Linked DNA regions of Zea mays: region 1 is linked to region 2. A link is a contact called in public Hi-C data. All regions are on one chromosome and are shown on one strand. Each heading gives the region's core, a stretch centred on a gene start, on an enhancer-like site or on the middle of the called end of the contact. The rest is flanking DNA. Distances are from core to core; before and after follow the strand shown.

Region 1 (6,086 bases), core at 2,851-5,350, 360 kb before region 2:
CAGATTACTACTTTTTACAAAATAGATCTCAAGATTTACCCAGCAGCACCAGACCATATTACTACTTTTTATAAAATAGATCTCCGGATTTACCCATAATGTGGCATCAGATACACAAAATAAAAATCATCGTAAGAACTTTACGGAATACAGACGCGCGGATCAGATCGTTCTACCAGAAAGATCCATAATCATTGGCCAGTAACTTATATATTAAACAGGATCCGATTCCTAGCAAAATTGTGTACACAGACACTTGATATTAGCTTCCAATCTTAAAACTGAAAAAATGATAGAATGAATGCGTAGATTAATCAAGCACATCTAAGAATATAACTCGTATAGGAGCAAAAGGGGCATGAAATTTGTGCCACTATACTACTTCAAGAGACCGAGACCAAATTAGATGTGCTTGATCAAATCTGACCGAACGGGCAAGCACTCAGTTCTACCGCTTCTACCACGTTGAACCATGACAGATCAAAACAGGAGAGGGAAGAAAACCTGATCTCGCAGATGAAGGCAATGCCCTTGTGCACCCAGTAGTTCGGTGTTGCGACGGCGAAATCCAGCCCCAACGGCCCTTTGACCTACAGAAAAATGAACAACAAACTCACCACCACCTCTGCACACCTCCCCAAGTTCCAGCCAACCAGAACAATAGCGCTACTGATGCAGACAATAACAATCCATTGAGGTGGTTGCATGCGTGGTTGAGGGCTGATTTTGGAATGGGGGCGGGAAGGCGGTGCAGTGCATGCCATGGCAGTCAAATATGGAAGGGGGCTGCCTACCATGGCCGCAGATCTCGCCTACCATGGAAGGGGCCGCAGATCTCGCCTACCATGGCCGCAGATCTCGCCTACCATGGCCGGTCCATGAGCACCGACGCGACCGGACTTGCGAGGGCGGTCGGGGTCGACGACGCAGCGGCTACGTGCGCGTGGATGAGCGAGGGAGGGGCGCTAAATGCCGGCGAGGATTGGGGGAGCGGTTGCATATCCACCGCCTTGTGCCACCGCTCCGCGACAGTGAGGGCCAGCGCTCCAAATCCACTGGCGGCGTGGGATTGAGGTCGTCCATCGCATCTAGGTCAGGCTCCAGCCGCCGGAGGTGGTGGCTGCGGCATGGCGAAGGAGGTGAGGGATGGAAGGGGGAGGCGCGGATGATGATCTGATTTAGAGGTGCGGGAGGGGAGAGAGGGGCAAGGGCGAGTGGTGGTGGTCGCTGCGTCGTCGGCGACGGAGGCTCCGGAGCCGGGGCTCGGGAGGCCCCAGGGCGCGCCGGCCTGCAGCGGGCCGAGCATGGGCGACGGCGGGGATGGACGCCACCACGAACGCATGCGACGACTCGGGCGCTGAGGTGAGGCGGAGATGTGCGTGGACGCCGGAGGTGGGCAGGAGTGTGCCTCGACGACTCGGGCACGTGGGGCGGAGGCTTCTTGGCCGGATCCGATGATGGCGGCGCTGATGGCGTGGGGAGGAGGGTGGGGCGAGGAGAGGGAGGCGTGCGTCGCGGAGAGGATCTCGGGCGTGCGTCGCGGAGAGGAGACTGGCAGAACCGTGCACCATACGAATGTGGACGTCTACACTACTATCTTATAGAGTAGTATAGATACGTGCACTTACCTCGTGTATCCTAGAAGTGAGTTGAGGTGAAGTTCCTGAAATAATCTTTGCAAGGATATGCAATCTGTTTGCTAAATCTATATGTGCATATACTTCCAGAAGAAAATATTTTGCCATATTGATACAGTTTTGCAAGGATCAGGGGGAGCACATTTCTAAAGTTAGCCTTTGTAGAAGATTCGGTAGAATCTAGATCCCAGAGGATCGAAATCTGTCCCGATGACAGCTGTTGTACTCGTTTTCCCTTGGTGAGTTTTCTTGAAGTTTCTCACATGAGGTTTTTAACGAGGCAACAAAGTGCAAATGCAATTTGTATCACCATGCACTCTTTCTCCATATTTTTTCCACTGAGTTTTTTTGGAGTTTTAACGAGGCATGTGTTGGTCGCGGTATTCGCCCAAGGGGGAGTGTTGAGAAACCCTAATGAAGGGTAATGTGGGCAAATACCGAATATAGCCCTGAGGGCTATCGCGTCTCTATATATATAACCTATACCCCTCATATGGAATAGAGAGATAAAAAAGAGGTCAGAGGCCCAACCCTATATCCAGTGTCTCGTGTGTTTTCTCTGTCGTGCTTATGGGAAGGGAGACAGGTTCTCTACATCTTCTTGCGCCTCTACTGCTGATGGGAGAGAAGGGAGCGAATCTGGTGATCCGTGGTAACGTAGTTCTCAACACTTTCTTCCAAGTGCCTTGTTCTTTTTTTAAAAAAAAAAGAAAAACGTTTTCGAAAAGAGAAGTGAGATTCGAAAGCTTCCGAGCGCGTACGTGTCCGAATAGAATGGAGGACCCGTGCTTGAAATCGTGTCGGCGCTATTGGACAAGTATGTCGTTTTTTTTTGGACCTTTTTCTCTTGGCTCCTAACGTAATGTAGTAGTGATAATAAAAGTGTAATATGGTGGGTGGGTACAACAGCAAGTGCGGCATTTGTTGGATCTAATGATGACGGGTTTTGGTATTTTGTATTTGTATATACTCGTGTTCCCAACGTATTGTATTTTCACTATTGTTTCTGGCTTCCTTCTAGACTAGCCAGATCGTTTTGTAAAAAACAAATTTGATTATTGTTAGAAAAAAAGGAACGTCCGAACTAGACTCTTTATCCTACACCTTCGGCCTTCGCCCTCTATTTTTTTAGCTTGCTTTATTCGCCATAGAAAGTTTTGAATGTACCGAGTCTGTTGGAGTCTATACTCTTTTATTCTAAATTCTATTTTACATAGTAGCTAAATCAGTAAATTTAGTAATTTTTTGTTAATCTTTGGAGATGCTCCACCGGAGAACTTTGTAGCATGTGCTTCTGCGCGTCATAAATCTTGTACACATTGTATAAAACTAAAGTTAGCTAAAAATTTAAACACGTCTCCAAAGTTGATTTTTTTTCTTTGTTAGGCGTCAAGGCCATGCCGTGCTACCTTGTGGCCTGCCTGCCTTGTTTACCTCACTCCAACACCCACCATATATGGGTCTTTTTAGATCCATGGGGCAAAAGCAAACTGACTAAAGTTCTAAACAAAATGGACTAAAAGTTGATTAAAGCGTTTTAGCTCGTTTAGCGGCTTCCAATGGAATTAAAAGCTTTACATACATAAGCCACTCAGCAGCTGGTCCCCACACCCCACGGTTATATTAATTGTATACATACATAATCTACTTTTGGGAGTACATATAGATGTCCAAACGGGCAGCCCGGCCCGGCCCAGTCCAAGCCCGACTCGGCCCGACCCGTTTGAGCCCGGCACGGTTAGGCCCGTCCACTTAACCGTGTCGTGACGTCCGATGGACTCAAATCTCTTCCTGAGCACGACACGGTGTAGGCCCGATCGTGCCGGCCCGGCCCGAATAGCACGGCCCATTTAGTGGCTCGTGCCCGCCCGAGCCCGCAAACGCGTCCTGTCAGTCCGGGTGCGCGACGAGCATGAGCAGCATCCACGACAGCGCCAACGTCGTGGTCTCGTGCCCGCCGAAGAAGAAGGTCTTGCCCCGTCCACCAGCTCCCTCGTGGTGAGCCGCCGGTCGGTGGCCTCCTCCGTCCCGGCCAGCAGTAGCGACAGGAGGTCCTTCCCCTGGCCCGACGAGGCAGTTGGACAGGAGTCGTCGTGGTCTCCTTGCGTAGCTACTCCCAGGTCCTTCCGCTGGCCCGATAAGGCGGTTGGACAGGAGCCGCCGTGATCTCCTTGCGCAGCTGCTCCCTGAAGCTAGTAGACGCGCCGCCGCATACACGTACAGGAACGGGCCGAACGGCTCCCCAGCGCTTTCCCAGCATGGCTCCCGCATGCACGTACAGGAACGGGTCGAACGACTCCCCAGCGCTTCCCCGGCATGGCTCCTGCATGCACGTATAGTCGTACAGGAACGGCTCCGTGCCCAGATGCGCCGCCGCAGGGAAGAGAGAGCCAGCCGCCAGGAACGAGAGGGACTAAGGGAGGAAGAGTGGGTTAGGGTTTGCCGGTGGGTGTTGGGCTGGCGGCTGGGGTTGGGCCGTTGGAGTATCAGGGACTTGTGGCCTTGCGTCTTGTGGTTAAAATAAACGGGCTGGTTAAAAGGCCCCGCAGATACCGTGCCATGCTTGGGCCAGCCCAACGGACTCAAATGTCTGTCGGGCCCGGCACGCTATCCGGGCTAGGCTGAGCCTGGGCCCGCTTCAACCCGTGCCGTGACGTGCTCGTGTCGTGTTAAAATAACGTGCTTCGTGCCGGACTAACGGGCCACGTGCTTTATGGACATATATATATATATATATATATATATATATATATATATATATATATATATATATATATATATATATATATATATATATATATATATATATATATATATATATATATATATATATATATATATAGGAGTACATAACATACGTACGGCTGTTCAACGAGGACGACTAGTCTTTACGTTTGGGGGAGCATGGTCAGCATTACTATTTCGCGTTGATATTAATTTCCACCCATCCATGGACCATCTAGGCCGGTCGTCTCAGTCTCAGTCTCATCAAACGCCGTGCATCCCATTCATTCATGATACCCATACTGCTACCTACTTAGGTTTAGAGCCTGTACAGGGCTAATTACTAGTTAAACCAAACATATGTTCAGGTCATGTACAATTCCGACACCATCGTGCGCTTTTAAGTAAAAGATACAACTAAGACATACGTAGGTGCAATAAAGTTGGTAAACCTTGTGTCTTACTCACTCCGTCCTACTAGTATATCAACACTAGTATTACTGCATCGATATGTGTATGTCTAGAGAGAGCATCCATTATATTATATGACAATAACAAAAACTAGTTATTATTATATACTAGTATTTTTTTTAAAAAAATTGCTCTAAACATTCTCGAGAGGATTGTGCACTAACCTTTTAGGAGTACCATTATTCTGTTAGATGTACGTGTGATCAGTGATAATACAGACAAAGTGAAAAGGAAATGCTTGAGCTGCAAAAAAGGCATGGGCTCAATCTTCGAAACCGGGCAGCCTAAGGCCCACGCAACCTAGCCCAGCATTCCACTAGCAACACCGCCGAACCCAAGTGGGCAAGGAATGCACACTGATCCACACGAATGAATTGAATTGGGCTCAAACTCTCCCCTGCCCACTTCTGTGTCAAGTCTCAACGACCATCTTTTTTTCGCGTGGTGCCGACTGCCGAAGAACAGGCAATTACAGTAGGCCCGTTTGTTTCGTTGAATTTTAATAATTATAATTTAGACAAAACTAATTAAGTTCATATATTTATATATATAATATATTTGTATATCATCCTAAATCATACGAGAGAGATAGTTATATACTACATTTATGTTATAGTGAAGCAAGTAGAAGGATGTGCTATAAGTTGTACATCGGAAAAAATAGTATATACATCTATAAAATCAATTTTCATCCTTCACCCCATGAATTTGAGATAGGCTTATATGATAATTTTGGAAAGTGGTGGAATATCACATTCTAAAAAAAATAGTCTATTCCATTAGTAAGATTCCAATTCCTCAAAATGAAAAGAAACAAACGGGACCTAAAGGAAAATATTACAAGCTTCTACATATTCTTAAACTGGGGATTCCACAAGACTTGTCAAAGGAAGCTCACTAATAAGCCACGTAAGGGTTTCGCTCTAGTTGTTTATTCTTCCTTTTATTTGACTCTCCAAGAAATGGATGGAATTACCATTACCAACCATCTAAGAAAAGTGAATGGACGAGCTAGCTACTGCGGTATTTAATTTAATTAACCTCCACACATATCCTTTGTTATCAAATTAAACTCAGACATAATATAATGCTATAACTTTGACCTTATTCTAAAAAAACTAACCTTTGGCCATACCGGTTTTGTTGACACTGATTATTTATATCAAAACTTGAATTAATTAGCAACCCAACCTTAAAACTTTCACTAAGTTTCTCTCCCTCTATATATGCACAAGTGGCATACTAGGCTTAGGG
Region 2 (6,271 bases), core at 1,244-3,743:
TAGCTGAAAAGGCTCTCTTTGTGGTCGCAGTTGACACAGGGAGAGTTAAGAGTAATCTCAATAATTTATCTACCATCGGATAAGAAGAATCTTTACCCAGCTTAACTAATCCACTTGGTTAGGCCAAAAATTAAGGGTTTCAGACTACCAAATAATAAACTGGCAGCAAGATAATGGGCTATAGGATACATTATTAATCTGATTTGGTTGAGTCATTAGGGGTGCCAGGCCCACTCCGGCCCTCCTGGTGGCTTCGCCACTGGGGCGGGGCTCATGGTTTGGTTTCTATCAGCAGGAGGAGAGGTGCCTTAACCCAGGACAGCGACTTGTGCGTCTGATCGTTTTCAGTGGAATCACCGAATCAGGTAGATGTTTGTGGAGTAGCCATGGCCCATGGTTGGTTGGTCGTCGCTTTGCCTGCCTCCAAAACCGCGGCGACCGTCCACGGAGGTCGCTACCTAGTGGCCGGGCTTGTATAAGCGGGAATAGGAGCATGATTATTCGTGTCAAGGAAGATAATTGATTAATTAGGGATCATGATTACACGGCGATGATCATGCGTTATGAGTCAAGTGTCTGCTCTGCTCTCGCTAAATTCTATCGGATTTTCAGAGGACTTAGGTCCTCGAACTTAAATGTTGTATCACTTAAATCACCGAACTTTCATTAGTATGCTCTAACGTGGCACAACATTGTCATCATTATGTATGTTTTTAATGAGTGTGGTATACATGTCACAAAGGTACATCTTTATCTTGTATACTTTAGCATCATTGACAATCTTCCCACAAATTTATACTCATCCATGTGTGTAATCTTGGATCTAAATCATTTAAGCACACATGTAGGGGACTCTTATCACTACTAAATCAAGTTTTATGGTGCTTATTCATATTATAATGACAAAGATTGAAAAGTTAGATAAATGACATAAAATCCAAGTACACTAGCGTGAAGTGCTCAACGAAGGGGGCAGATTGAAAAGTCATTGCTTTGCTTTATTTTTTGTGAATGGGTGACAACTTAGGTGGATTAATATGTTTTTATGTTGAGACACACAAGATTTAGTCCACAAGTACACTAGGGCGAGCAACTCTAGCCATATAGATAGGATGTTGGAAGATTGTCACTACTAAATGATACTAAGGTATATAAGATGAAGATATACCTTTATAACATACAAATCGAATGTGGATGTGTCATGCCACATTAGAGCACACTAATGAAACCACATCAGATCACACTAATAAAAGTTCGGGGAATCAAGTGACATTAGGGACCCACCCAAGTGACCCTTAACCTGACGACCAAACATTAGTGGAGGTCCATACCCTTGACCCGACACGCTTAAAACTTTGATAAAAAAACTCATAGCAGCATCCAGTTCAAGCCTAATGCAATAAGGAGCTGTCATATGCTTTGCCCATTCTAACTTCCAGGTATATAAATCAACCAGCATCATATTGTTATAACCTCGCGATGAACATAATAACATCATGTCGAGCATAGCTACTTGTACAAACTTCGAATGCTATAGTTTCAGAACAAGAGCTTGCTGGAGGGGCGAAACAAACACTGACAAATTATAGGAGCACACAACATAATGCAGAATTTTATGGCTAGCAGGTAAGGTGCGAAGCAATAATCAAACTCCCCAGTTCGGTAAAAGTACCCAGAATACCTAGCAAGTGCAGAAAGTAGTTAATGGAGCGACAACAATGGAGCACATCTAAAGCTAGGAAGATGCACTTGTAGCTAGCAAGCAGAATTAGAAGAAACTAGTCATAGTTATTCCAGTAATAATTCTCAAAGCAAGGGAAGAAAATAACAGAAAGGGCGCATTAAGTTGACCAGTACTAGGGTTTCCATCTGCAGATCGAAAGTAAGGACCAACCAAAAGCTAGGCAACACAACAAGCTGCGCGTCTCGCCATACACAAATTCATCACCCAAAAACCAAAACCTTCACCGTCTGATCTGTCTGTCTGATCCGATGTGTGGGAGCAAGAGCGGTCGGATCGGATCGGATCACGCGGAGGCCGCGGCCGTCCGGGAGCGGTAGAGCTTGCCGAAGATGTGGAGGGCGGTGACGAAGCCGATGAAGCAGAGGGACATGACGAGCACCATGGTAGGCGAGAGCCGGAGCCCCGGCGCCTCGTCGGTGTAGAAGCGGAGCATGTTGCTCCCGCCGCCCCCCGAGAATCCGCCACCCCCGCCGGACGCGGTGGCGCGGCGGCGGCGCATCCCGGCGGCCGCCGCGGCCGTGCCGCGCGGCCCCACGGTGGCCGGGCGCGCGCCGGCGCCGGCGCCAGCGCCAACGGAGGACTGCGACTGCGAGGAGGAGCGGGCCATGGCTGGCGGGCGGCGTACGTAGGGATCTGCGGCACGAGGCGGAGGATGAGTGGAGAACTCGCTCGTATGCTCGGGATCGGCGGCGCTTATGCTCCTCCCGCTGCTTCGTCGTCGTCGTCGCCTAGACGGGAGGAGATAAGCTCGGTGGTGGGGTCGGGGGATGGGCAGGTTATTACTGCGTGCCGTGCGACTGCTATTCGTTGGGCTGGCTGTATCCAACCCGTACGTACATACTATCGGCCTACGTACTCGTGATAATTGCTAAAGATCGCAAAACGGAGCCCACGAGACCCACCAGCCCATTTCATTTTATCGTTTGGACCTCGAAACCAAAGGGAGAACGTCGAGATGGCATTTGGCATTTTATCGTTTAAACTATTATGCTCCTTGGGTTAAGTGATTTTTTTTAAAAAGATCTAAGAGCGGATTTGCAAATATATAACAGTTCTATAATAAGAGGAGGGGTTGTTCCAAACCGGCCATCTCTTCCACTCAGTAGTTCTCTAGATTTTCATCCGCTTAGAACTAGTTAGTGTGCTTCACTTCTAAAGAGAAGTAAACAACTCTATCGTATTTGTCACACCTGTAAAAATGAACGGTATTGGAAGGAAGCGAGATCTTGTTGACAGTATACAAAGGCCCTCTTTGACACAACTTCTATAAATTTTTTTCATAGGTTTAAGCAAAAGATAGACCAAACAGGACATTTTTGAAGCAGTTATCAGTTTAGCTGTTTATCAGAATGTACTAAAAGCAGACAATAAATAGAAACTGTTTTTTACAACTTCTATAACCAAAATATGTTCCATGAAATTCGTGCTCAAGGCTTTATAAAAGGCTCGATTAGAGTTGGGGGTTTGTTTGGTTCAGCTTTTTTCTGAGAAGCTTTTCTAAGAATCTGATTGTGAGGAGAATCTGACTGTAAAGAGAATCTAAGTATCATGGTGATTACATGTAAAAGAAGATAAAATATTTCATAGGATTTATGATATCGAAAGTGATGGTTTTTACTATCGCAACGACTCAGCTTATTATATGTTCATGTTGATTTTAGACAATTTTGACCAAAATAATTCTTATATAAGCAGACTGAAAAGAAAAAAAGCTAGACATTTACTAGTCTGCAGCAGCTTCTGGTGTCTAGAAGCTGGAAAAAAAAGCTGCGGACCTGGTCTCTCCCTCGCCCACTTATGTGCCATTAAAGCCCAATACATGAGCTACAATGTGGCCCAGCCTCAGAAGGCCCAATAGGTGGTCACTCTACTACCCGAAGCCGCGGGCTGAACCCTAACTGACCCAGAGCGATCGGAGCTGACGACGATGGCCGGGAAGGCGGCGGCCGCGACGGCGGCGAGGTGGGCGGAGGGGTACCCGTGGAAGGAGAAGCTGGCAAAGTACAAGGGTGAGCTCGGGAAGGGGGTGTGGGGATACTGGGAGCTCGGCGCGTGGAAGCCGCTCGGCATCAGCGCTCGCAAGCGCGCCCGCCTCCGCAAGGAGGTGCTCCTCGCCGGCGAGGACTGGAGCTACGATCCTCCCCGCGGGGAGATGCGTACCAAGCGCAAGGGCCACAAGTGCGACCGCATCTCCGCCGAGAAGTAAGCGCGCGCATCTCTTGCGCCCCTCCACTCCATTTGTGTGCTTAGTTTGCTCACTGGGTCAACTGATTGACGCCTCGTTTTCATTTCCGTCTCTCAGGCGAGCAAATACTGTTGAGCTGATGAAGAAGATGCCCCAGATGCTGCTCGACTACAAGGTTTGCGTCTGCGTCATCTTAGTTTGTCTTATGTTACCCGTTGTAGGACGTTTACATTGCAATCCAGTGTGCTTCGTTTCCGTTTCTCAGGTCAGCAAATACATCTTGGGCTGCTGTTAGAGATTCTTGTGTGGAAGTGAAACCATGCCAATTTGAAGCCGTGATGGCTTAGATGTATTGTTGTAGCTGGTATTTTGGATTGCTCAGGATCTAGCAAACTTCATGATAATTAACATGAGTTTTTTTGGTTGAAGACTAGTTATCCTTACATAATAGCCTCCCACATTAAGTTTTTATTGTGCTGACACTATTTAGGCTCTGTTTGAATGCACTAGAGCTAATGGTTAGCTGCTAAAATTACTTGGAGACACCTAAACAGCCCAGCTAATAGTTCAACTATTAGTTCGAGTCATCCAAACACCCCAACTAATAGTTCAGCTAACTATTAGTTGCACCCTCAACTACCCATTAGTTATATCCAGTTTAATCCAGCTAATAGTTAGCCGGCTATTTATTAGCCAGCTAATTTCACTAGCATTTTTTCAGACAGCTAACTATTAGCTCTAGTGCATTCAAATAGGACCTTAGTCTATAGTGCAGTAATCTCTCAGTGATTTTTCTCAAACTTCAACCTTCACAGTACCGAAATCTAAATTTCATTTCGGTTCCTTTTATCATGGTAGATAACAGAAAAGGAGTAAACACTCACAGTCATTCTGTTCTATTCTGACTCTAATTGAGAACCTGTTAAGGTCCTTTTCGGCTTATATCGGGGTAATGAGGCCTATCGGGCCTATTCTTGTATAAGCAACATCATAATCTACATAAGAATATTATTCCTTTGTAATGTTCTAGTTCAGTGGCTTGTATATATTGAGATCATGCTGAGCCTAGTTGGCTTATCTTTTGTATAATGTCGAAACTAATGGTTTGCTTATCTGCTTGATCGATGCTAAACATAGTCATATTTTGAATCTTGATCACTGATCTAGACAAGCCACAGGCCTTGGGCACAGTTGTTTTAGCTTTGTTGCAGCAAGCCAGAAGGCTATCTTGGTATTTCCCCTGGAAAATTCCTTCAACTGCTATATTTTGGCTGGAATGCTAGCTTATGCTGGATTGCAGGTAGAGGTGTATTTGGGCAACAATTAGATTTGGGATTATCATCACGGCATTAGCATTAGCATAATTTAGTTATCATGTATTGTACACCAAATATATTTGGGATCTAGATTGGACCAAATATATTTTGGGACCTAGATTTAAGTCTAATCTTTATTATAAAGAGGCTTGTGTTGGTGGGCTGGTTCAGTGATATCATAATTTAACAACAGATAAGCATTTGCAAGGATCATATGTATAATCTTATTCTGCATCGAGCTACTTGTTTCAATCGGATCAACAGCTAACATATCATTATGAAATCAGTGAAACCAAAGTCTTACTGCTGCACCTGTAATTGTGCCCTAGCAGTCCTTATAATCCTAACACCTACAATCAACTTTCTAGTTCAAAGCATTCAAATGAATGTTCTTTGTGAGTCAAACACAAGGCTGAGATGAAACACTGTAGTATTTTCTAAAAAAAATTAAGATACTAATTGTAACATACCATCTGCCGATGGCGCACTAGGTATATGTATATGTTTAAACTCAATCCAAGATTTCCATAAAGCCTACAATACAGCTTATAAAATAAACATAAAATACCTAAGGGCTAGTTTGGTGGATATGAAAATGGAGGGGATCCATGGGGGAGGGATCCCCTTGTTATTCAAAATTGAATAGCAAGAGGATCCCTCCACCATAGATTCCCTCCATTTCCATGTCCACCAAACGAGCCCTAAAGCAGTAGAGCACACCCATAGATTCTGCTGGTGCGCTAATATAAGGGTCTGCAGTTCTGCTGCACTGATGGCAAGATTTCCTGATGGTTGCTCGCCATTATCTACTTTGCTAGTCTAGTAATAGTAATGACATAATTTTGGGAAAATATTTTCTAAAACTGTGGCCATTGAAAAAATATTTTCCAACGGACAATCAAATATCTGTTGTCAGCGATCCAGCTTTTTATCCTGCATTGACCTTGGTGCACAAAGATGCCATGTTTGTGTTTTCAGATCAAATGTAACGATAGCTGTAATAGTGATTGAACGAAGGCATCCCTT

What was found. A called contact is a pair of places that touch in the nucleus more often than the background predicts.
Region 1: a contact with region 2 is called in a Hi-C map of tassel, with 2.1 times the contacts expected there. The contact joins the promoter of LOC100382072 here to the promoter of LOC100280873 in region 2. A contact is called at or near these places in 2 of 25 Hi-C or Micro-C datasets (ear and tassel).

The regions. Positions count from the first base shown.
Region 1 is chr8:137,419,052-137,425,137 of Zm-B73-REFERENCE-NAM-5.0, reverse strand. LOC100382072 reads right to left here and starts at 4,100. Exons shown (of 1, transcript NM_001174835.1): 1 at 3,134-4,100. The coding sequence starts at 3,908. The coding sequence ends at 3,528.
Region 2 is chr8:137,052,977-137,059,247 of Zm-B73-REFERENCE-NAM-5.0, reverse strand. LOC100280873 (protein transport protein Sec61 beta subunit) reads right to left here and starts at 2,493. Exons shown (of 1, transcript NM_001153793.1): 1 at 1,628-2,493. The coding sequence starts at 2,351. The coding sequence ends at 2,028. It overlaps LOC101202700, which reads left to right and starts at 3,598. Exons shown (of 3, transcript NM_001294319.2): 1 at 3,598-3,946; 2 at 4,047-4,104. The coding sequence starts at 3,672.